Regions from separate parts of the Gossypium hirsutum genome. Here all the other regions are linked to region 3. The links are chromatin contacts, called in public Hi-C maps. All regions are on one chromosome and are shown on one strand. Each heading gives the region's core, a stretch centred on a gene start, on an enhancer-like site or on the middle of the called end of the contact. The rest is flanking DNA. Distances are from core to core; before and after follow the strand shown. Region 1 holds the start of LOC107932953 (cysteine proteinase COT44-like). Region 2 holds the start of LOC121224095 (probable receptor-like protein kinase At2g23200). Region 3 holds the start of LOC107945401 (OVARIAN TUMOR DOMAIN-containing deubiquitinating enzyme 7). Region 4 holds the start of LOC107945484 (protein IRX15-LIKE).

Region 1 (5,557 bases), core at 2,825-5,324, 380 kb after region 3:
CACCAACTTAACCAATGGCCTAATTACCATATAAAGACCTCCAACTTAAAATTTCATAACAATTGGACACCTCTAACATATAGAACTCAACTTTTGCACTTTTTATAATTTAGTCCTTTTGACTAAATTGAGTGCCCAAACGTCAAAATTTTTGAACAAAATTTTCACGAAATATTTAGGTGAAATTTTAGGCCATAAATATATAATAAAAATAAAATTTTCCTCATCGAATTTGTAGTCCCGAAACCACTGTTCCGATAACCTTAAATTTGGGCCATTACAGGTTTCAAATCTTCAAGTTGCCTTTGAGTATTAACTAGGAGTCTAGATTTTGTTATACAATAATAGGAGTAAGGATGAACAATTTGAATTTGTGTCAGATGGGCGTCTGACAAAAGCAACCACCGCTCCATACAAGTAAAGATAGGAGGCCACATCTTTGTTTTTAAAGGTTAGGTGTTTATTATAATAATTGAAAATTGCTTTTTATTTCAAACTTTGATTTCTAATTAAAAGTAACTTTTTCAAATAAATATTTTTTTAAGCAAGGGTTTTAACTCAAATAAAAATTTAGTTTTTAGCTTTTGTAAAAGTGCTTTTGGCTTAAATTACTTTCTTATCATCATTAAAGACGTCCAACATATCTTCTACTTTACAACACATGTCTAAAATAGATATGTCTCTTTTCAAAAGTACTTTTTGATAAGGTTGAATCACTTTTTAGGGTTTGAATTTTTTTTTGTTTAAGTTAGACCATGAACTTTTCCTACATTGGGGCATAATATTTTTTTGTCCAAGTTAGGATCTAAGCTTGACAATTTTTAGTACATTAAGGCTAGAACATTTTTTTTGTCCAAGTTAATCATTGAAAATCCTAAAGCTTAGGCTCTAATGTGAGAATAATTGTCAAATACAAGCCAAAATATGAGAACATCTACCAAGTTTAAGGACTAAGTTGAACAAAAAAAAGTTTAAACTCTAATATGAAAATAATTACCTAATTTAAACCATAATATAAAAAATAATTCTAAATTTAAAGCATAAATCAATATATAATTAAAATCAAGCCGTAAATAATACTGTAATTCTTTTGATTACCATTATTTAAATTTTCAAAAACACTTTTTTATACTAGAGTTATGTTAAATGTTAAACGAGGCCCAACCCCATAAGTTGCTAAGCCTTGGCGTTGGAAGTACTATTTGTCAATTGGTGATTGGATAACACATCGGCTAATCCTCTTCCTCACGATAACGTTAAAACATCCTGCAGATATTTACCAAAAAACCCTCTCTTCAATGTAAAGCCAACCTCAAATGGGAATATTTTATTACTTATAACGTGGCACCACTATTTCACAGTTTCAAGATCCGTTCCTCCATCATTGTTGGACATTTTATTTTAATAATAATAAAGTTAATTTGTTTCATTGAAAATGATATTCGAAGAATATTTTTATATTTTTTGGGTTTATTTTATGAAAAATAGTTTAGTTAACGGATAATGACTCAGAGATCAATATAAAATAAGTCTTTTTTCTTATAAAATGATTTACACTTTAGAAAAATATAAGTCATTTTCCGGAAAATAATTAGTTTTATTTTTATATAAAAATTAATTTAAATTAAGCTTAATATTATTATATTAATAATAAATTTTAATTTTAATTTTTAAAATCATTTAAATTCAATAAAAACATACATATTTAATTATCTATATCTAATCATATAATTTATCATTCTAATAAATTATTTAATATTTCAATTTTTAATAATAAATTTTAAAAATAATAATTTTAAATAATATTCTTCATATATTATTGAAAAATATTCAATATTAGTATTTTAATAATAAATATTAATTACAATTATAAATATATTAATAATAAATATTTTGTAGTATAAAGGTTAAAATATGCCATAAGTCTATGTGCTCTTCACAAATTTTTGAATTTAGTCCCTATACTTTTATTTTCAAAAATTTAGTCCATCTACTTTTTAGATTTAAAAATAAAGTCCAATTGTTAACATTGTTAAATTTTTTTTGTCAATTTTATTGATGTCACATTTTTAAATAAAAAATACTCGGTATTCATGTAACTAAAAAATAACGTTATAATGAACATGAATTTAACTAAATATTTTTAATAATGGTAATAGTTGAACCTGAATTTTGATATATAAAAGTAGGACTAACCCAAAGATAAAAGTACATGGACTAAATTTCAAATGGACGAAAAGTGCAGGAACTTATGACATTTTTTAACCTAGTATAAAAATATGAATATTTTAATTATATAAATATGAGTATTTGTTTAAATAATGTTTAGCTCATTTATCCCTTACAATTCTAATGTGTCAATATATACTCTCATATATTTAATATATGTAATTTAAATTAAGTTGTAATTAAAAATTATTTATTATTAAGTTTATATATGACATTGATTATTAAAAAATATTTTCTTATTATAAAATAAATTTCGATTGTTAAACGGAAATTGCACTATAATATTTTATAAAAATATATTTATGTCGTGTTTATTTTACAAAGAACAATATAAAATATAAATTTATAAAAATAAAATAAATTCAATTAAACAATGAAAGAAATCAGAAAATCTCAAATGTATATTTGTTTAATTGTGAAATATTTTCAAAAAATCTACCAAACAATAAAAAATTATTTTATACAAATTCATCTAAATATTAAAAAATATATATTTTCAAAAAAAATTAATCACTTTTTAGACATTGTTTTTCAAAACTCATTTTCAATTAAACAAATAAAACCTAAATTACTGATAAGTTATCATATTTGTATAATAGATTCTGGAATTTTGAAGTACAAAAAATATTATCTTGGGATGCTCATATTGAAACCCCCGAAAAGAAATTTTTGATTGGGAGCAAGGAAATCAATTAAGTGTTCTATTTTACAAATTTCAGCAAATTGGCTTTTTTTTTTTTTAATTTGAATGAAAAGGTTGCACTGAATTTCATAAGATGAGAAACGAGAAAACAACATGACAGCATGTGAGTGGTATGGGGGCGTAGCGTATGATAAACCAACAAGTTGGAATATTAGACCAGATTCTAGGTTTATACATTTTGCAACTTGCAACTATATCTGTTTCTATTATCTTGACTTAAATAGATAGACGGATTTAAACTATATTTTTCTAATATTTTATTTTTAATATTGTATTAAAAAATATAATTGTGTAACTCTTTTCTACTCCAATATTAATTAGGGTGAATTATACTAAGATAGATTAAACTATTAGTAAATTTACATTTTGGTCATTTAATTTTTAAAATTATAAAATAATCATTAAATTATTTGAAAGTTTTTTTTAATCACTAAATTATTCAAAAAAAAATTATTTAAATTATCAGGTTGTTAAGGTTTTTTTTTTAAAGTTTAGCTAACAAGTTCCATGATTTGATGATTGGTACGATTGATTAGTACTCATCAATAAGTAAAAGATGATATCTTAGATTCAAGTCGAAAGTTGTTTGAATTTTAGTTAACAAATGTGATGTTCAAAATTATTTTATAAAAAAAATTGAATCGTAAAAAGAAGAAAAAGAAAACTTTCAATTAATGTGAATGATAGAAGTAACTGGTTTACTAGTAAAAAAGCGAAAATGTAGATGGACTTCCTGCTCTTGAAAATAGCAAAAGAGTTGAGAATGCTTTTCCTTTTATTTTCTTTTCCATCTCAGATTCCAATTCTACTGAACATTTTAGGTTGGAATCTGACTGGTAGATGAAGAGTAAAGGAAACCCCTTCCTCTAAGTAAAAGGATAATTTTTCACCCTTAAATATATATTTAAAAATAAATTTAATTTTCCGATAGTGTGCTTTATCCAAGTTCCAAAGGACTCGGCTGCCCCTTCGCTCTTTTATTCCTTTTTCTCATACAATATACATTGAAGGATCCAACAACACCGAAAGCCTCTTCTTTTTCAAATATAATTATCCAACCGTCATTCATGTTCTACCCTTTTGAATTATTAAACCATTTCCATCGTCTTTATAAACCCCCTCAACCTCTCTTCTTTTCTTCATCAATTCAATTTCCTCAACCCTTTCTCTCCAGCGACCCTTCTCAAATCTCCCATGGAATTAACCCTTCTTTTCCCCCTTTTCTTCTTCACCTTATCTTCTGCTACATACATATCCACTCTAACCTTAAACCAAAACCATCCATCATCATCATCAAGCTGGAGAAGCGATGATGAAGTGATGGGGTTGTACAAATCTTGGGTCATCCAACATGGCAAAGCTTACAATGGCATCGGTGAAGAAGAGAAAAGGTTCGAAATCTTTAAGGATAACTTGAGATTCATTGATGAACATAACTCTAACAACAACACTACATATAAGCTTGGGTTGAACAAGTTTGCTGATTTAACCAACCAAGAGTACCGAGCCAAGTTCTTGGGCACCAGGACTGACCCTAGACGTCGACTCATGAAGTCCAAGATCCCCAGCTCACGTTACGCTCACCGTGCCGGCGATAACTTGCCGGATTCAGTAGACTGGAGAGATCATGGAGCTGTTAGTCCGGTCAAGGATCAAGGATCTTGTGGTGAGTGAATTTTTATGTAATTTCTAACTTCAAAATGAAAATAATTATATCCATGCACTTCTTTTTTTTAATTATTGAAGTATCCTAATCTAACATCAAATAAGAATATGAGATTACTTGTGACTTAAGGCTTCATGCTAATTTCATGATCCGTCCAAAAAACAAATTCATGATTTCTTTTCATTCTTTAATTTTCCTTTATCCTCTTATCAAAAACCGGACTACGGATTGGCGGCAGAATGGTAGTTATGAAAATGGAACGGTAGTTTGGTAGTTGGGGCTTTTTAAGTCACATTAAAACATTAGATTTTTTTTTACATTTACTTTTTACAGGGAAAATTATCATACGTTATCTATTATAAATACACATTAGATTTATGAAATGTGAATAAAAAAATAATGTGATAAATATATTTATTAAAATTTTATAAAATATAATTGATATTTTACTTACAACGATCATGTATTGTGTTTCAGGTTTAAATCTTATTTTTATTTATTGTATAAAAGGATAAAAACACCCACATAATATATAACTTAAGGAATTTTAATAATTTCATAAAGGAGTTGGTGTATCAACTGATAAAACAATTAAAATTAGTGTATATATAAATTTCACAAATAAAGCTAAAAACCAATTAAAAAGCTAAAATACTAAGGATTTTGCTACTTTATTTAGAGGAGTCTTCATACTTCCATTACATACAAATGAACTCATAAACTTTAATTTTAGTAAATAAGTGCTTAATGGATCTGAATAAGCTTTTAGTTTTTTTTTTATACTTACTTTAATAAATTAAGTGCAAATAAAGGAATAATGACTACCAAAAATACAAAAAATTGGTTACAAAATCTCAATTTAACCCCGCCCTGTTATCATCTATTTTTTTCTCTTCGATCAGGAAGTTGTTGGGCATTCTCAACAATTGCAACAGTGGAAGGCATAAACAAAATCGTGT
Region 2 (5,471 bases), core at 1,891-4,390, 450 kb after region 3:
TGGTGTTGAAACAATGTCTATACATGTTCTCTATGGATGAAAATGAGCACCTTAAAGGTCACATCAATTAATTTATTACTCTTTTGAATGATTTAAAAAATGTTGAGGTTTAGATTGACGATGAAGATCAAACTATGCTATTATTGTGTTTTTACCCCCTTCATACAAGTCTTTCAAAGAGACCTTGATTTATGGCAGAGATAATCTCTCATTCGAGAATGTGAAAATTCACCTGTTGAGCAAAGACAAACTCGATAATGAGTTTGGTTCGAATAGCAAGTCAGATAGGCAAGCCTCGCTTTTGGTAGCATTAAGGAAGCGAGACAAGATATGTCACTATTGTAAGAAGTTAGGTCACATCAAGGCAGATTGTTATAAACTGCGAAATAAAAGGGTTGTTGAGAGCAATGAGGAAGATTTAACTGGTGTTAATTTGGCCAATGACAAGGGTGATGATTTCTTGTTGGTGTCAACAAGTGAAAGCTTCGAGCTTACGTCTGAGTGGATCCTAGATTCGGGGTGTTCTTTCAACATATGTCCCAACAAGGACTAGTTCTCTACATACAATTCAGTTAAAGGTGGAGTTGTGCGCATGGAGAATAGTTCACCCAGTAGGGTAATCAGTATTGGTACTGTTTAGATTAGGATGAACGATGAGATAATTAAGACACTATCAGATGTCAAACATGCGCTTGACTTAAAGAAAAATCTCATCTCCTTGGGAAATTTAGACTCGAAGGGTTATATAATTAACACCGAGTCAAATGAAATTAAGGTATCCCGTTTGATGGAAGGTAAAAAGATTGATAGTCTTTATGTTCTGGAAGTATCAATAGTGATCGGTGAAATAGGACGTCCCTCGTCTGTTAAGGAGTTGAAGTCGACTCCTTTGAAGCGTAGACAACTTGGTCATAAGAGGGAAAAATGTATAACCGTTTCGTATAAGAGAGGTTCTCTTTTGGATATAAGTTTTGAAAAGATAGGGCACTATGTTTGTGGAAATCAGACCTGAGTCAGTTTTGATTTAGTAGTGCACAAGTCGAAGACTAGAAGACTTTCAACTTCTAAGCACAACTTTGACTTAGTTAATATCCTATATAGTTTGAGATAAGCCCGTGGCGGACTTTGGCAAAGAAGGCGTTGTGGAAATACGAGTTAAGGTAGAGATTTGTGGAGTTATGCCTCATATTTTTAGACTTTTCTTCTCTCAGTTAAACTTTATTTTTAGTTTCCCACTTAAACTATGATTAGTGTAGATTATTTTAATATTATTTGACCTACGAATTTAACTTATAAATAGACCATTTTTTACCCTAAAAAAATTGAACCCATTACACATTTAGGTATTAACTTTTACAAGCTTTGAAAGAATTTTGTGTTTACGTTTTGAGGGATTCTTATTTCGAGTTTTGGAGTTTAGTTTTATCTCCATCTTTTGTACTCATTGTTTTTGTCGTTTTAGTGAAATTATCTTTGCTTGTGATTTTTTATCCTCTTCGAAAGAGTTTTTCTACGTAAAATATTAGTGTTCGATCTTTTCAATTTCTTTGTTATTTTACTTGTTCGTTGCTTAACCGGATTTATCCCCAACAATGTCACATTATAAAATAAATTTATATTATAATATTTATTTTAATTATTAAATATTAATTAATTTATTGTTAACATAATTCAACTAATAGAGCTGATCAAATAATAAAAGTGATAATGACAAATTTAGGGATTCCAATTATCCAGTTTCATTGTTCTATTAGGTTTACGAATATAAAATAATAAGAATAAGAATCTGATGTTAAAAAAATATTTTTTTAAAAATATAAAATTCAAGACTTTTTGAATTTATCTAATATTTTTATAAATTTTAATAATATTTTACAATTTATAAAATTTATAATATATATTTAAGTTTTTAAAAAATTAAACTTTGGAATGAATAAACCTAGTTTATTCTAGCAAAAAAATAAAAACATTCCACTTAATTTTTTATTTTTATAAATGAATTTTTATTTTTGCTGATTTGGTAGTATAACTGTCGTGTTTTATGTCAATACTGTTAATGGCCACGTCAGTGCTATAATGATCAATATTAGTTAAATGACCTATTTACCCAAATTTATTAATTCAAGACTTAATTAGGTGAAAGAAAAAAAGAGAAATATCTTAATTGATTTTTTAGAAAAAGTTTGATGGGCTAAAAGTACCATCAAGCCTAATTCCTAGATTTAAACTTCAAAATATGTTTTCATTGTAAAAGTTGTACAAGTTTTGGGGAAAAGAAGAAAAAGTTGATGGGAGTAAAAGTACCATCAAGCCTAATTCCTAGATTCAAACTTTAAAATATGTTTTCATTGTAAAAGTTGTACAAGTTTTGGGGAAAGAAGAAAAAGTTGATGGGGTAAAAGTACCATCAAGCCTAATTCCTAGATTTAAACTTTAAAATATGTTTTCCTTGTAAAAGTTGTACAAGTTTTGGGGAAAGAAAGAAGCTGCATAAATTTGGCGTGATGAATATTTTTTGTTTATTAAATGATTTACAACTTAATAGAGAAAAGGAAGTGCAGAGAGTCGTGATTATTTTATCATCTCACCGTCCCCACCACTACACTATATAATTCCATGAAAGACCCACAACCAACCACTGCAATTTAATTCAAGGAAAGACCACTTCAATATATATCGGGATTTAAATACGAGTAGAATCCAATTTTTTAAGACTTACATCCAGAATGAAAAGCATTGTACTTTTCGAGATTACTGCAACAACAATAACAGTAGAGTGAAAACATTGCATTTGGGTTGCAAATATAGTGGGGGATATAGGAAACTTGAGTGGAGCCATTTGAACCGCATAAACTACACTAGTTCTTCTTTGTGGTGGGTCTGAGGATTTGCCATTTCTAACTTTCTACCTTCAGAAAGGATACAAAGTTTGGGGATAATGTTGTACTCAATCTGATGTTTCTTCACACTTTACAAACTTAAAATCTTCAAATGCAGAATTTGATGCAGTATGAGTGAAATTATTGAACAGACTTGAATGCAATGGATTAAGACAGCTAAAAAAAGTCAATGATTTAAAACGACAAGAAACCATCAACCGGCGTGATTAATAAATATATTCATTATAAACCAACTAACTGGTGTTGTTGAACTAAGGAAAAGTAAAAAACGTTGGGTTCTTTAGAACAGTAAACGCCGTGATCAGAATAGACGTATCAAGGAAAATGGATAAGTTTACTGTATCCATACAACATGAATCTTAGTCAAGTCGTCAACCAAGCCCAAGGTCTTTCTTTTTAGCCATTATTGTCCTTCACTAAACCAAACCACCTTCTTGGCCATCAACCAGTTTCAATGGGAAACCTATGGTTCCTCAACCTACTCTTGCCTTTGTTTCTTCTTCAGTTGTTTCCTATTTTGGTTGTCTCAAAACCCTATGTTTTTCCTGAAAAATACTTCATCAACTGTGGGTCTGATTCTTCCCTCCCACTGGGCAGTAGGAAATTTGTTGGTGACATGAACCCAAACTCCTCCTCTGTCACAAATGGCAAAACTGTGAAAGACAGCAGCCAGCAGTCATCGTTAGACTCGGGTCTGTATCAAACAGCAAGGTTTTCAGGACACCCTTTTTCCTATGATCTCGATATCACTGACAAAGGCCTGTATGTGGTACGCCTTCATTTCTTTCCTTTTCCTAATCTAGCTGATGCTTTATTCAATGTTTCAGCTTCAAGTAAGTCTCTGCTATCCAATTTCAGTGTAAGAAACACTACTTCTGTCCCTGTGATTAAGGATTTCTTAGTGCCTATTAGTTCATCCAAGTTTAGAATCTTCTTCATCCCCGCACATCAATCATCTATTGCATTTGTGAACGCCATAGAAGTTTTTCTTGTTCCGAGTCTAAAGGATAACCGAACTCATCTGAGTTCTGCAGGAAGTAAGGGTCTTTACCAGGGTTTGCCCTCTCAGTTGCTTAGAACACTTCATAGAGTTGCTTTTGGGAGCCCATCCCCATCCATTAATGACTCAACAGTCGTTGCATCAGAATGGGTAGCTGATGATGACTACATAGTTGTTCGAAATTGGGCCAAAAATTGTAGTTATCAATCGACTATTAAGCTACACTACGATGATGAAACTATGGATACTGATAACTATACTGCAGCCTCTCGAAACTTTATCCCCGATCGTGTCTATATGGGTTGCAAAAATGTAGCCCTAAATGATGGGCAGTCATCAAAGTCTACTAACATTACTTGGCATTTCAATGTCAGTAGGAACGCCCAGCATCTTGTCCGACTCCATTTCTGTGACATTCTTAGTAAGTCACCCAACACTGTCAATTTCAGCGTCTCTATATACAATAACTTCAGCCAACAAATCGATCCTTACCAGTATTCTGTCAACACGGCTGCTCCATTCTACAATGAGTTTGTGGTTGACTCAGGTGAGTCTGATTTCATTAGTGTTAGTATTGTTCCTTGGGAGGGCTTTACAGAGAGATTTGCTTACCTGAATGGACTCGAGATCATGGAGTTCATCACTCAACCAGGTTTGGAACCTAACATTAGTGAGCCAAAAGGGAAGAATTCAGTGTTTATCATAATCGGTTCAGTCATTGGGTTTGTTGTTCTTTGTAGTTTGGTAGTGACATACTTGTTTAAGAAACGAAGAAAAGCTAGATCTTTTGAGCCAATGCCTTCATATGGTACCCTTCCTTTTGGAGGAGCGAGTCCTTATATCGGAATAAGCTCGAAATCAGTCAACCCCCCTCCTGTTCCCAACTTAAACCTGAAGTTAAAGATGCCTTTTGCTGAAATATTAGAGGCAACCAATAACTTCGAGGCTAAGTTGTTGATTGGGGAAGGAGGCTTTGGTAAAGTCTACAAAGGGATTCTAAGAAATGGTCTCAAAGTTGCAGTCAAAAGAAGTGAGTCCAAACATGGCCAGGGGCTTCCTGAATTCCAAACTGAGGTAATGATTCTATCCAAGATTCGACACCGCCATCTTGTTTCACTGATTGGATATTGCGATGAAGGGTCTGAGATGATACTGGTTTATGAGTTCATGGAGAGAGGGACTCTTAGGGATCATCTTTACAAGTTGGGAGGGAATCCGGAGAGATCATCTTCACTGTCTTTATTGACATGGAGGCAAAGACTCGAAATTTGTATTGGTGCAGCCAAGGGTCTTCATTATCTCCATACTGGTTCGGATGGAGGAATCATTCACCGCGATGTTAAGTCCACAAATATCCTGCTTGATGAGCAATATGTAGCAAAAGTTGCAGATTTCGGCCTTTCAAAGTCCGGCCTTCTGAATCCAGATGAGTTCAGTACCGGCATCAAAGGCAGCTTCGGGTATCTGGATCCTGAGTATTTTAGATGCCTTCAGTTCACCGAAAAATCTGATGTTTATTCTTTCGGTGTTGTACTCCTTGAAGTGCTTTGCGCTAGACCAGCTATCATTAA
Region 3 (5,769 bases), core at 1,442-3,941:
AAGTGGGTATGGTGGCTTGGCCTCTTATACAAAAAGGTTGAGTCTTGCCCAAAGCAGGGCAGTTCCCACAAAAAAGACCTGGACCACAATCTGTAGAGAGGGAACATGAATCCACTACCTGCAAAATTGTCAGACACTTTCAGTTCAAGCTGTAGCCATCATTAAAGGGAGGGTAAGAGAAGGTGAAAGGAAAAAGAAAAAGGAACCTGGCAACTTCCATTAGAGCAAGAAGACCAAATGTTGATGAAGGAAGAGAAGAGTAGTAGGAGAAACAAGTACCCAGTTGCAGTGGCTCTGGATAAGTCACGGTGGTCCGTGAAACACGTCATTGTTTGGATTTCGCTTCTGCTTATGCAAAGTCCGACAAAGATGATATGTGTGTGTGTATGTATATGAATGCAGAGAAGATTAAGAAACCATGAAACAGAACAGGTTCTAATGAAAAGCTTAAGAGAATGTTTCTGGATACTTTAACGCGGGCATTATTATTAACCCTTATTTTTACTTTCGGTCAAACTCTTTTATTAGTCCCTGTACTATGAGAAAGTTGCTTATTTGTTAGGTCGAATTTTGGTATTAGTAACATACTTATGCATAAATTATAGATTTAGTCAGTGTTTTTCAATTCAATCATTTTTAATTTCTATACTTTTTTAAATTTTAAAATGGTAGCCATTAAATTCATCAATTAAAATGATGAGACTTTTTTTTTATGACTATTATGTGAAATTAATAGATTGACAGTATATTATACATGATAATATGCCTGTCACATCAACCTTTGGAAACAAACGAATTTAATTTAATAAAATTAACATCTAAATTTTAATTTAACTAATTTTTTAATATGATCACGATTTATAAAGATGATCCTCTAATAATAATATCTTTTTTAAGGTTGGAACCTAAATTTTCTCATGTATTATACCTAAGATTCATTGGTAAATTTTAATTTTAGAAGGATGTAGAAGCTTGCGCCCTAAAATGGCAGGGGTAGTTGAAGATATAGATGGAGTGATTTGGAGTTTGGGTATTGTGAAAAGGTGGGCTTCAATTTTTATAGCAGAACTAAGATGTGGCCACTGTTTATTTGTTGAAGGAACCAAGTGACAATGTCAAATGTCAACTTCAATGGTAGCCTTGCTTTTTTAGTCGGTTGGAAAATGGTTTGTCATTTAATGTGGTTTTAATGTATATATCAAAAAATAAAATAAAAAAAACTTACGTGCACGAGTAAATGTAAATCTTATTTTTTTGATTAATGGGTTTATATAGAAATGTCAATGGGACGGGACGGGGTTTACAGAGTCTCATCCCACTTTGCACTCAATTTAGTGAATAAGGGAACAAAAATTAGACTTGCCTCATCCTGATTATTTAAAATATAAATATTTATAAAAATTTAATTTAATAATTATCTTAATAGTATTTTATTTAGTTATCAGTATTTAATTTTTGCACTTGTGTTACATTTGTCACATATGTGGTGGAAGTTGAAGGACAAGTATTTTATACTTTTTCATAAAAAAAATTAATTTATATTTATTTAATTAATACTTATAAATATATTATATGAAATGGGTCGCGAGACAGGTATAGCGGAAATTAGGTGGGTTTGAAGACCCACATGGGTGGTGGGACAGGGATGGTTTTGGGTTTTGTACCCACAACAGGTCGCAGGGTGGGGATAGGAATGAAAATTCTTGGCGGGGTTGGGTGCGGAGAGAGCACCCCTTTACATGCCCCGCCCAATTGACATCCCTAGGTTCTTATAATCATTTATTTAAGTTTTACCTAAATGTCCACAATAAACTTCCCTTAAATATGATAAATAATGTTTTAATAACTACTTTAGTATTACTTTTAAAAAGTATGGTAAAAAAATATATTTTTTAAATTTAAGTATTTAATATTACAGTATTAAAATATTTTTTGAGAAAATAAAATATAATTTCAAACATTATGTAAAAAGAACATGCATTTTAATTAAATTTAATAAATTTAAAATTTTAATGAATATAATTTATTTACGGTTACTTTAGATGGATTGTGTGTTTAGTTGCAGTTAGTGTAAAAACAAATATTTTTAAAATTTTAATTTAAAATTTAAAATTTAATATTGTCGTAAAAAATAATTTTTGAGAAAATAAAATATAATTTTAAACATTATGTAAAAAAATATGCATTTTAATTAAATTTAATAAATTTAAAATTTTAATAAATATAATTGATTTAGGGTTACTTTAGATGGACGGTGCGTTTACTTACAGTTAGTGTAAAAACAACAGTAGCAATGAGATTATATACTGTAACGTGAGAAAAAAAATTAAACGCACCGTAATAAAGGTAAATGCCCATGGGGCTTTAATGTTTTTATATTCTTATCACTTGGTTGAATTTCAATGGAAATAGAATCTCATGTGATGGCTTGATGGTCAAGGGTGCTCACTGCCCAAAGTGTGGTTTAGGTTCGAGTTGCGTTAATTGTTCGGGCTTTACCTATTGTTGTAATTCAAAAAAAAAATCAATCAAAATAAATATAATTATTGAGCTGAAATTATGGAAGTTAAGCAAGGTTCTTAGGTGAAGTTGAAGGATAATCAAAACTCTTTGTTGGACCCAAAGGCCTCAACCATTTTGGCCCAAGCAGCAGGGCTACCACTACATCATTGGAGTTTAAATTCACTTAGCCCAATAATATGGTATGCTCCGTCGCGGCTGAACTCCACCACTCCGTACGTCCGTGTCGCCGCAATTTCAAGCTCAGTTTCGACCCCTATCACCGGCATCATCATCATCTTCCCCCTTTTGTCGGAACCACAAAAATCCTACTAATTCATCCAACATCAACATCAACCTCGTGAACCAATGGTAAAAACTAGACAACAAAAATCCAAACCCAAACCCAAGAAACAACAACAACAACATCCCCAAGTAAGTTTTAGTTTTTCCTTTCCCTGTTTCTTTACGTCATATTCGATCTCCTTTTCTTTTTTCAGTTTTGGCTATACTGTAGTCGTCTATCTACGAACTTCTAAACTTTTTTATGATCAGGATAATGATTTCAATGGATAAATTGTGAGATATTTGATGAGCAATGCTCTGAACTTTTGCTTTTCGATGAATATTAATGTCTAATAATAGAAGGGGCCTCACAAAACAATCTCTTTTGCTGAATCAACATATTACACAACTTTTTTGTGCTTTAAAATAGGTTTGGGTTTTGCAATTTGTGAATGCCACTGATAGAAAAGCATCCAAATAACTGGATGATCGCTCAATTTAATGCTTTCCATGGTTGAGCATTTCTTCATCCTGCTAAATTACCCAACAAAAATCTGTTTGGTGGATAGGTAAAGAAGCAGGGAAAGCAGGCAGATATTTCGCTCGATGCTTTGGGCCTAAAGATCATCAAAGTGACTGCAGATGGTAATTGTTTTTTCAGGTTTGTATCTTTTTAGTTCCATTTTTTGTCCCCTTGTTCTTTTTCTGAATGTTTTCACAATGTATTTTGTAGCATTCATGTCATCTGCATTCGTTATACCTGATTTCAGTACTTCATTGTCATACTTGAGGTGCGTATTATCTTTGATTTTGGTGAAGTTGCTCACTCTTTTCAGTTAGCAGGGCTCTTGCTGATCAGTTGGAAGGTAACGAGGAAGAACATGGAAAATATCGCAGCATGGTGGTGCAATATATAGTGGTAAATGATAATTATAAAGGCATTGTTATTGTTTTTGTTATAGTTCTGTAAGAACCTCCGAATCTGTTTTCAGATGTTTACATTGGACGATAGAAATAATATTGTAAGTACTGTTTAATTGCATTAGTTCATGTAGTAGTGTACTATAGATATGTTATTGTCAATGATTAGAATGGGTAATTAGAAAACTGAAGGATAAGGATATGAACTTAGAATTTTCATTACATTTGGCTACTACTTGTTAATTACATTTTCATTGTTGAATAAGACATTTATTTTAGCACTTAACTCCAGTGAGTAGATGCAAATCCCCCATATCTGAAACAATCTAAATGTACAAACAAATGATGAGCAGTGCTTATTTGGTTCTGTGTAGCATGATATGCCCTATTTTAACTGATTTTTTTTTTCCAAAGAACTGTATGTTAACAGTGAATTAGAAGATCGCTAATTTCTCTTTACTTAGATGATATTTAACATATTTTTTGCCTGCTTGGATAGTTGGATGATTTATGATATGTTCCTCGTTTTGGCTCATTCCCCTCCATGCCTCTCCCATCTTTTCTTCTTACCGAAGATTCAACTTGTAGGAAATTCTCACTTTTACCTGATAACAGATGAACCGTGAAATGTTTGAACCCTTTATCGAGGATGATGTCCCATTTGATGAATACTGTCAATCCATGGAAAAGGATGGCACATGGGCTGGACATATGGAACTGCAGGCAGCTTCTCTTGTTACTCGCAGAAATATATGCATACATCGGGTAAGATCTTATCTTTTCCTCTCTTCTATGGTTAACCTTCAGCATCATGGAAGTCATTCCTCACGCTTTGCATGGTGTATAGAACATGTCACCTCGCTGGTACATAAAGAATTTTGAAGATAGAGCAGCTCGCATGGTCCATTTGTAAGTGTTGTAGTATTCCTTTGTTGTTAGCAGTCTTCATTTTGCTTTCACACTCCTCGATTATAGTCTATAGTTTCAATTCTGCTTTATGAAGTACAATTTTTTTCAGATCATATCATGACGAAGAACACTACAACAGTGTAAGATTGAAAGAAGACCCCTGTAATGGGCCAGCAATGCCAATTATAATTAAGGTTTGAGTCTATTTTTCACTGTGATGATCCTTGTATTTTATTCTGCTTTTTAGTTTGGATGTCTTAATTGGTAACGATAGTCTACTAACTTCTAGATTCTCAAAAGGCAGATGCTGATATCTCAGCGTCATCTAATCAAGCAAAAGCTGCAGTTAGTAAGATGAAGGGGGCAGCTGGTAAGGACTGTATCAATACAGGATCAATGAAATTAGTAATGGCTGGAAGTGGTTGTGAAAGTGCGGAAAAAGTTGAACAGGTGATGCATTTAGCATGATTTTTTTTTATCTGGTGTATTTTATCCCTGCATGGCTGTGACATTTCTAAGCGGCCTTGAGTCCCATGTTTTGCATGCTTGGAATACTTTCTCCTCCTTTATGTTTACATTGCTTAGTTATCCTTCTTCAGGTTTTGTTACAAGTAGATGGTGACGTTGATGCTGCTATGGAGTTTCTGATAGCAGAACAAGGGGCTGAAGAATGTACAGCTGCAAATAATTCACTTACTTGTCATGCAAATGGTTCTTATGGTAATGGCCGGTCAGTATGTAGGCAAATTCTAGTTATTTCGTTAGGGTTCCCCCTACATTTCTTTTCAATTTTCTTCTTTATGATGAAAAAGTCCACTTTGTTTCTATAACATTGTATGTAGGTTTTTTGAGTTTGTTGATGAGATTAGAAAGACCATTACAAGATGAAATATAAAAAACCTGTTTATATGATATATGGTCCTAATTTTTGAAAATGCAGTGCTGCGATTTTATCCGTTTTGTCCATTCTAGTCCATCCTAGCATTAGTGGATTTATGAATCCGTCTTGTGCAAATTTTCAGAGAAGATTTGGGTAGGAAATGAAACTGCACTAAAACTGGTTGAAGATTCATGTTAAAGTCCTCGTTTGCTTTTTGTTTCGTAATGATTAAAAATAGTATGATACATGCATTCTTTGTGTTATCTCTTGTTAAA
Region 4 (5,596 bases), core at 1,543-4,042, 300 kb after region 3:
AACCTGACATAAAAGATTGTTTAGATACCAAAAAAAAAAAAAATCACTTATAAAAGCCTCAAATCTATTTTTATTTCCTCTTTTTATGTACAAAAAAAGAATATATCAACTTCCAGTTTTTGTACATGCAGTTCGATATCTACCATTCTTCCCATCAATCATCATTTTCCTAAAACGTTCTGAAAAAAGTACGACAAATAATGCATCTATAGCACAACCTCCAAATAATCACGGTGAAAATAAACCCATCACTAAAATTTTTAGAACCATCAATATCTTTGCAGTCTATGTTTTACAAGCTTAAATCGCATAAGATTAGGTTTCAATTAGATCAATTCAGCTCCATCTCTAATATTATCTCAAAATGACTGCCTAATTTAACCAAAATGAAAAAATCTAAAACAAAATTATAAATTTAAAAGAACAACACAGTGTCCAATTGCCAAGAAGTGAAAATAATAGACAAACCCGCCCGATTTATTGAACCAATAATGGAAAAAAAATTATAGGAACTAAATAGAAAATTTAACTTACCAGGAATAATGACTCAGGTTTCGCAACAAATTCCTGAAATTTCAAAAGAAAAAGGAAATAAAAGAACATCAAAGAAAATAAAAATAATAAAAAATTTTAAACCAAAAAGGAAAAAGAAAGAAGAGAACGGACATGAGGATGGTTTTTCCTCTATGCTTTTCATTCCTCGGCAAGTCGACCACGCGCTATTCCTTCCGACATATCTTCTCTTACTTCCTCCTACACCTGATCATTGATAATTGATAATTGGTTGGTACACTCAACCCGGCCCAAAACCCCGTCCAGAAAATAGAAGAGTTTTGATAAAAATATAAGTTAAAAAAATATATTTTAGCAAACAAATAAGATCCATTTTAAAAATAGGTCGGATTTCAGATAAATTTTTTCTTCGAGTTTGACTTGATTCGAATTTGTAAAAAAAAATTTATTGTTTTCTATTATTTTGTTGCCATTTCATTATTATATTGTTATTATTATATTGTTATTATTTGGATATTATATAACTTGTTAAGTTGTACTTATAATAGTGTTATTTAAGTATAAATATTTTTTAATTTATTTTTAATTTGTTGAGAAATATTTATTTTAATATTTTTAATGTATTTGATGTATTATATATTTTAAATTTATTTTTATATAAAAAATAATATAAAATAATTAATACGGGCAGGCCTGGTTGAGCTCGGGTTTTATCTTTTTTATTTGGGCTGGGCTTATCAAACAAGGCTAAAATTTTGTTACAGCCCAACCCGACCCATGTTCACCTCTACTCCCTCCCTCATTTTCTTTCTTCAATAATTAATTTTTTATAATAATGAATAATAGCTTAGAGGTGCTCTGGGCTCAGTCAGGTTTGAGTCAGACTCATATAAGGTATATAAATCAATTTTTTAAGTTCGGGTCCAACTTGGCCTAAAAAATAGGCTTATTTTTTTCAAGCCCAAACTGATTTGAAAACATGTATGGATGGGATGAAATTTATTAAATTCCATTCATCGAAGGTGTGAATTTTCAAGTTTGGAAAATCAATCAACTTGCGATGACTTTTTGGGTAGGATCCAGATATATTTGGGTTGAGATGTCTTATAGGGTTCAAAGATCTATTTCTTAGTTTTGAAATACACTTTCAATCACTTGATTTCAAGTTTAGGAGCTCAAGTTATGACCGTTTTAGTGAAGACTGCGCAAGTAGAATCTCTAGACGAGGTTATTACGGAAATTATGAGTTTCGGGATTTTAATTCGAGTTTAAATCTTATTAGGTTCGATTTTTAGGCTTATGTTTTTATTTGATATGAGTGCAGTATTGTATTTATTAGGTATTATTATTTTATTATTTATTTATTCCGAATTTTGAAGATATTTTTTAAGTATTTTAAGTATGATGAGAGTTTTATGTTTTTTAGTTCAAAATTAATTGTTTAGATTAATTAGATATCTTTTTATGATTTTAAAAAATAATTAACATTATTATATTATAAACTTTTCATCTAGTCAAAAATTAAAATAATAAAAAATATTAGATGCAGTGGTAAGACAGATTATAAGAGAAAATGAAGTTTAAACCTTAAAATAATATTATTGAAAAGATAGTTAGGAATCTTGAATATAAATCATAAAACTAATATGAAAAATACTAAAAAAAATAAAAAAAAATTAAAATTATAGAGCAAGGAATAAAGAAAATGCAGCATGATTTGTTTGTTAACGGCGGAACCAATCCAAAAAAACCCACATAATATTTTTTACAGTTATTATGCAAATATGAAATAATCCGGATGCACTGTAAATGGGAATTTTTGAGTAGGTGAATTGTCAGCTTCAGTGGTAACTAATTAATTAAGAAATGGCATTATATTTAAAAAGGTTACGTGAGAACTAAACCTGAAATTGATCAAAGGCAAAACGACTTTTGGATTGTAATTAGTTATGGGGTCACTCACAATAATAGTTCCCCAATCCACCAACTCCCTTGCCTCCAGCCACCCTGTTTTTCCCCTGCTTTTCATGCCACATCATGTCTTGGATCACCCCCTTTTCACCATAATCATCACTCACGTCAACTAACAATTTTAACATTTATGTTACAATATATTTTTATATAAAACTCGACTAAATAATTAATGAACTTTTATATATATATATCCGAGGTTAATGATAATGTGATTTATTGATAAAATATTGGATTTTCAATTTCAGTAATCAGGAATCAACTGATGGCAATATAAAAACATGCAAGCCCAAGAAAAGTTATAATAACAGACACTTGTTGAATGTATTATTATTATTATTAAGTTTCAACAACCGCACAATGTTTGCATAGAAAGAAAACCAACCAACTTTTTAAAAAATGAGAAAGAAAATACTTAATTTGTTTTCCATGTGGTTTAATTTGGATTCTAGAACATTATTAGGTTGTGTGTAATATCAGTTCATGTTGGCTAATCTCTTACATTGCTTCAACCTTATGTATATCCATCCTTAAATCAAACCCCATTTTTCTCTCAATCTTCTCATCAGAAGACCAAAATCTTCTGATTCATTTCAATAGAAGAGGGGGAAAAAGTGTTAAGAAGTAGAGCACTTGTTCCTTTTTTGTTTTTGACAGAGAATCCAGAATAAAATGAAGACCAGTAACACCAATACTAAGCTAATTCTCCTCCATCCTTATATCCAAAAACAAGGAAGCTCAAACAGATTATGGCTTCTTGCTTTTGTCTCCTTCTTCACCATAGCTTTCCTTCTAACTCTTATATACACCAGAGAGTCGATTTCTACTATAACTACTGCCCCAAGCACAACTGTCACCGGCCCTGCAGGCTCCGCCATTGGTGGTCCGCCGTTGCCAACCACCGTGGTCAACACCCTCCTCCACTATTCTTCAAAATCCAACGATAGTTACCACATGACATACTCAGAGCTCAAGCCAATCTCCGATGTGCTGAGGAAATGTTCTTCCCCTTGCAACTTCCTTGTTTTCGGTCTAACACAAGAAACCCTTCTCTGGAAGTCCTTGAACCACAACGGACGCACAGTTTTCATCGACGAAAACCGGTATTACGCCGCTTATTACGAAGAGTTACATCCCGAAATCGATGCCTACGATGTACAATACACGACCAAGATTAGTGAAACCAGGGAGCTAATAACATCGGCTAAAGAACAGATTCGGAACGAGTGCAGGCCGGTCCAAAACCTGTTGTTCTCAGAGTGCAAGCTTGGGATCAATGATTTGCCGAACCATGTTTACGAAGTGGATTGGGATTTAATATTGATTGATGGACCAAGAGGTGATGGACCCGACGGACCTGGAAGAATGCAACCCATCTTCACTTCGGGGGTGCTAGCGAGAAGCAAAAAAGGGGGCAATCCAAAGACTCACATATTCGTTCATGATTATTACAGAGATGTGGAGAAGATGTCTGGGGATGAGTTTTTGTGCAAGGAAAACCTGGTGGAATACAATGACACGCTTGCACATTTCGTGGTTGAAAGAATGGAGGAAAACAGCTTTCAGTACTGTCGCAACTTTAATCATAATATTACATCCACAAAAGCTTCCTCATCTTCCTAGTTAAAACTACTTATCCAACTTCATAAAAAACATACAGTCCAAAGGGGTCAGTCAAGATATGGTATTGAAGAAAAAGAAAAAGGAGAATATGGATTATTTATCATGATTTCATTGGAATTTTGTGTTAGATCGATCGACCCTTTTTTGTTGAGGGGGTGTGTGTGTAAGAAATAACCCTTTTTCTTTACAATGAAAAGAAATTTAAGTTCCTTGAATCGGAAGTTTCAGGACTTCAAATTTGTCATTAAGTTCTTACCCGAATTCTCTTCTTCTCCCCTTTGTTTATTTTTGTGCTTTAATGACAAAGAAGCTGATGAACACCATGGAGTGTTTGTTTTAGGTTTCTACATGGCTTGGAGTTGTAGAAGTTTCAAGTAAAAAAAAAAAAAAACACCAAAGTTTTTCATAAAAAGGTAAAATTACGAGAATACTTAATTTACTTATTAAATTGTGCGGATTTAATTCTCTATTTTTATTTACTCAATTATTTCTCTACTTTTAAATTTACACATTTTTTAGCTTTTAATCTAACATTTTCCGTCAAACCCATTAGATTTAATTAGGCGGCCTCTTCTAGGTTTACACAATCTTTTTTCTTTTATGAAGAAAGAAGGTAATCGACTGCCTTTAAATTAAGTACTTCTTACATGTGATGCACCAAATTTATCTTCTAATAGAAGTTCTCTAACAGAAAAGTTAGGGAACTCAAGAAGAGTGAGTTCAACATCAATATTTGAGCCTAATTGAGCTAGCCAATCTACCACCTTATTACCCTCCCTTGGAACAAACTAAAATTTAACTTCTTCTAATTGCCTCTTAGCTTCCATAATCTGTCGTATAAGTGTCATCAAATTAGTACTCACAAAATTTCCCAATATCATCTCAATAGCATCCAAGTAGCCACTCTCAACAATAATCTTAATGTAGTTTTGTAGGCGAGCCACTTCAAGACCAGTTAAAATAACCCGTAATTTAGACTTTAGAGCAGAGCCTCTGCCAATATATTTCCTGAAGCCTTCCAACCAATTCCCAGTAGAATCTCTCACCACACAACCAACCATCAGATAGTGTCCATTCATATTAGAAGACCCATCAACATTAACCTTAACCCATCCACTATTCAGCAGATGCCATTTCAACCTGACACCTTGGTTAACTCCTAATGAACCATAACCCATTAGTGATTCACAGATATTAGAGACAAAGCATTCTTCCCTACATACAATCTCATCAGGCAAGTTTGAAACTTGTTGAAAAATAAATTTATTCCTATTCATCCACAATAGTAAGCATAAGACAGCAAAGAGTCTCATTTCCCCCAAAACTACCATTCAAGTTGGTAATTACCCAATCCAAAAGATCTAAATTAAGGAAGTGAGACAAGTAATTTGGGGGTATTACCTTTTCCCATACCTTAGCTACAACAGATCAATCACGCAGGTTATGAATGATTGTTTCTTGAATATCCCCACACATGGTGCAATCCTTT

Evidence for each region. Hi-C and Micro-C count contacts between places; a contact is called where the count stands out from the background.
Region 1: a contact with region 3 is called in a Hi-C map of leaf, with 2.2 times the contacts expected there. The contact joins the promoter of LOC107932953 here to the promoter of LOC107945401 in region 3. A contact is called at or near these places in 2 of 34 Hi-C or Micro-C datasets (both in leaf).
Region 2: a contact with region 3 is called in a Hi-C map of leaf, with 2.2 times the contacts expected there. The contact joins the promoter of LOC121224095 here to the promoter of LOC107945401 in region 3. A contact is called at or near these places in 4 of 34 Hi-C or Micro-C datasets (all in leaf).
Region 4: a Hi-C map of leaf shows a contact between it and region 3, with 2.1 times the contacts expected there. The contact joins the promoter of LOC107945484 here to the promoter of LOC107945401 in region 3. A contact is called at or near these places in 18 of 34 Hi-C or Micro-C datasets (anther, callus, fibers and 4 more).

Annotation. Positions count from the first base shown.
Region 1 is chrD12:30,319,368-30,324,924 of Gossypium_hirsutum_v2.1, reverse strand. It overlaps LOC107932953 (cysteine proteinase COT44-like), which reads left to right and starts at 4,074. Exons shown (of 4, transcript NM_001327358.1): 1 at 4,074-4,598; 2 at 5,501-5,557. The coding sequence starts at 4,127.
Region 2 is chrD12:30,252,080-30,257,550 of Gossypium_hirsutum_v2.1, reverse strand. LOC121224095 (probable receptor-like protein kinase At2g23200) reads left to right here and starts at 3,140. Exons shown (of 1, transcript XM_041106622.1): 1 at 3,140-5,471. The coding sequence starts at 3,355.
Region 3 is chrD12:30,697,805-30,703,573 of Gossypium_hirsutum_v2.1, reverse strand. LOC107945401 (OVARIAN TUMOR DOMAIN-containing deubiquitinating enzyme 7) reads left to right here and starts at 2,691. Exons shown (of 11, transcript XM_041107911.1): 1 at 2,691-2,934; 2 at 3,354-3,445; 3 at 3,621-3,703; 4 at 4,321-4,470; 5 at 4,553-4,614; 6 at 4,724-4,808; 7 at 4,915-5,064; 8 at 5,214-5,334. The coding sequence starts at 3,427. It also overlaps the pseudogene LOC121224493.
Region 4 is chrD12:30,402,540-30,408,135 of Gossypium_hirsutum_v2.1, reverse strand. It overlaps LOC107945484 (protein IRX15-LIKE), which reads left to right and starts at 2,792. Exons shown (of 1, transcript XM_016879507.2): 1 at 2,792-4,322. The coding sequence starts at 3,157. The coding sequence ends at 4,107. LOC107945485 (a long non-coding RNA gene) reads right to left here and starts at 813. Exons shown (of 3, transcript XR_001696576.2): 1 at 667-813; 2 at 1-567.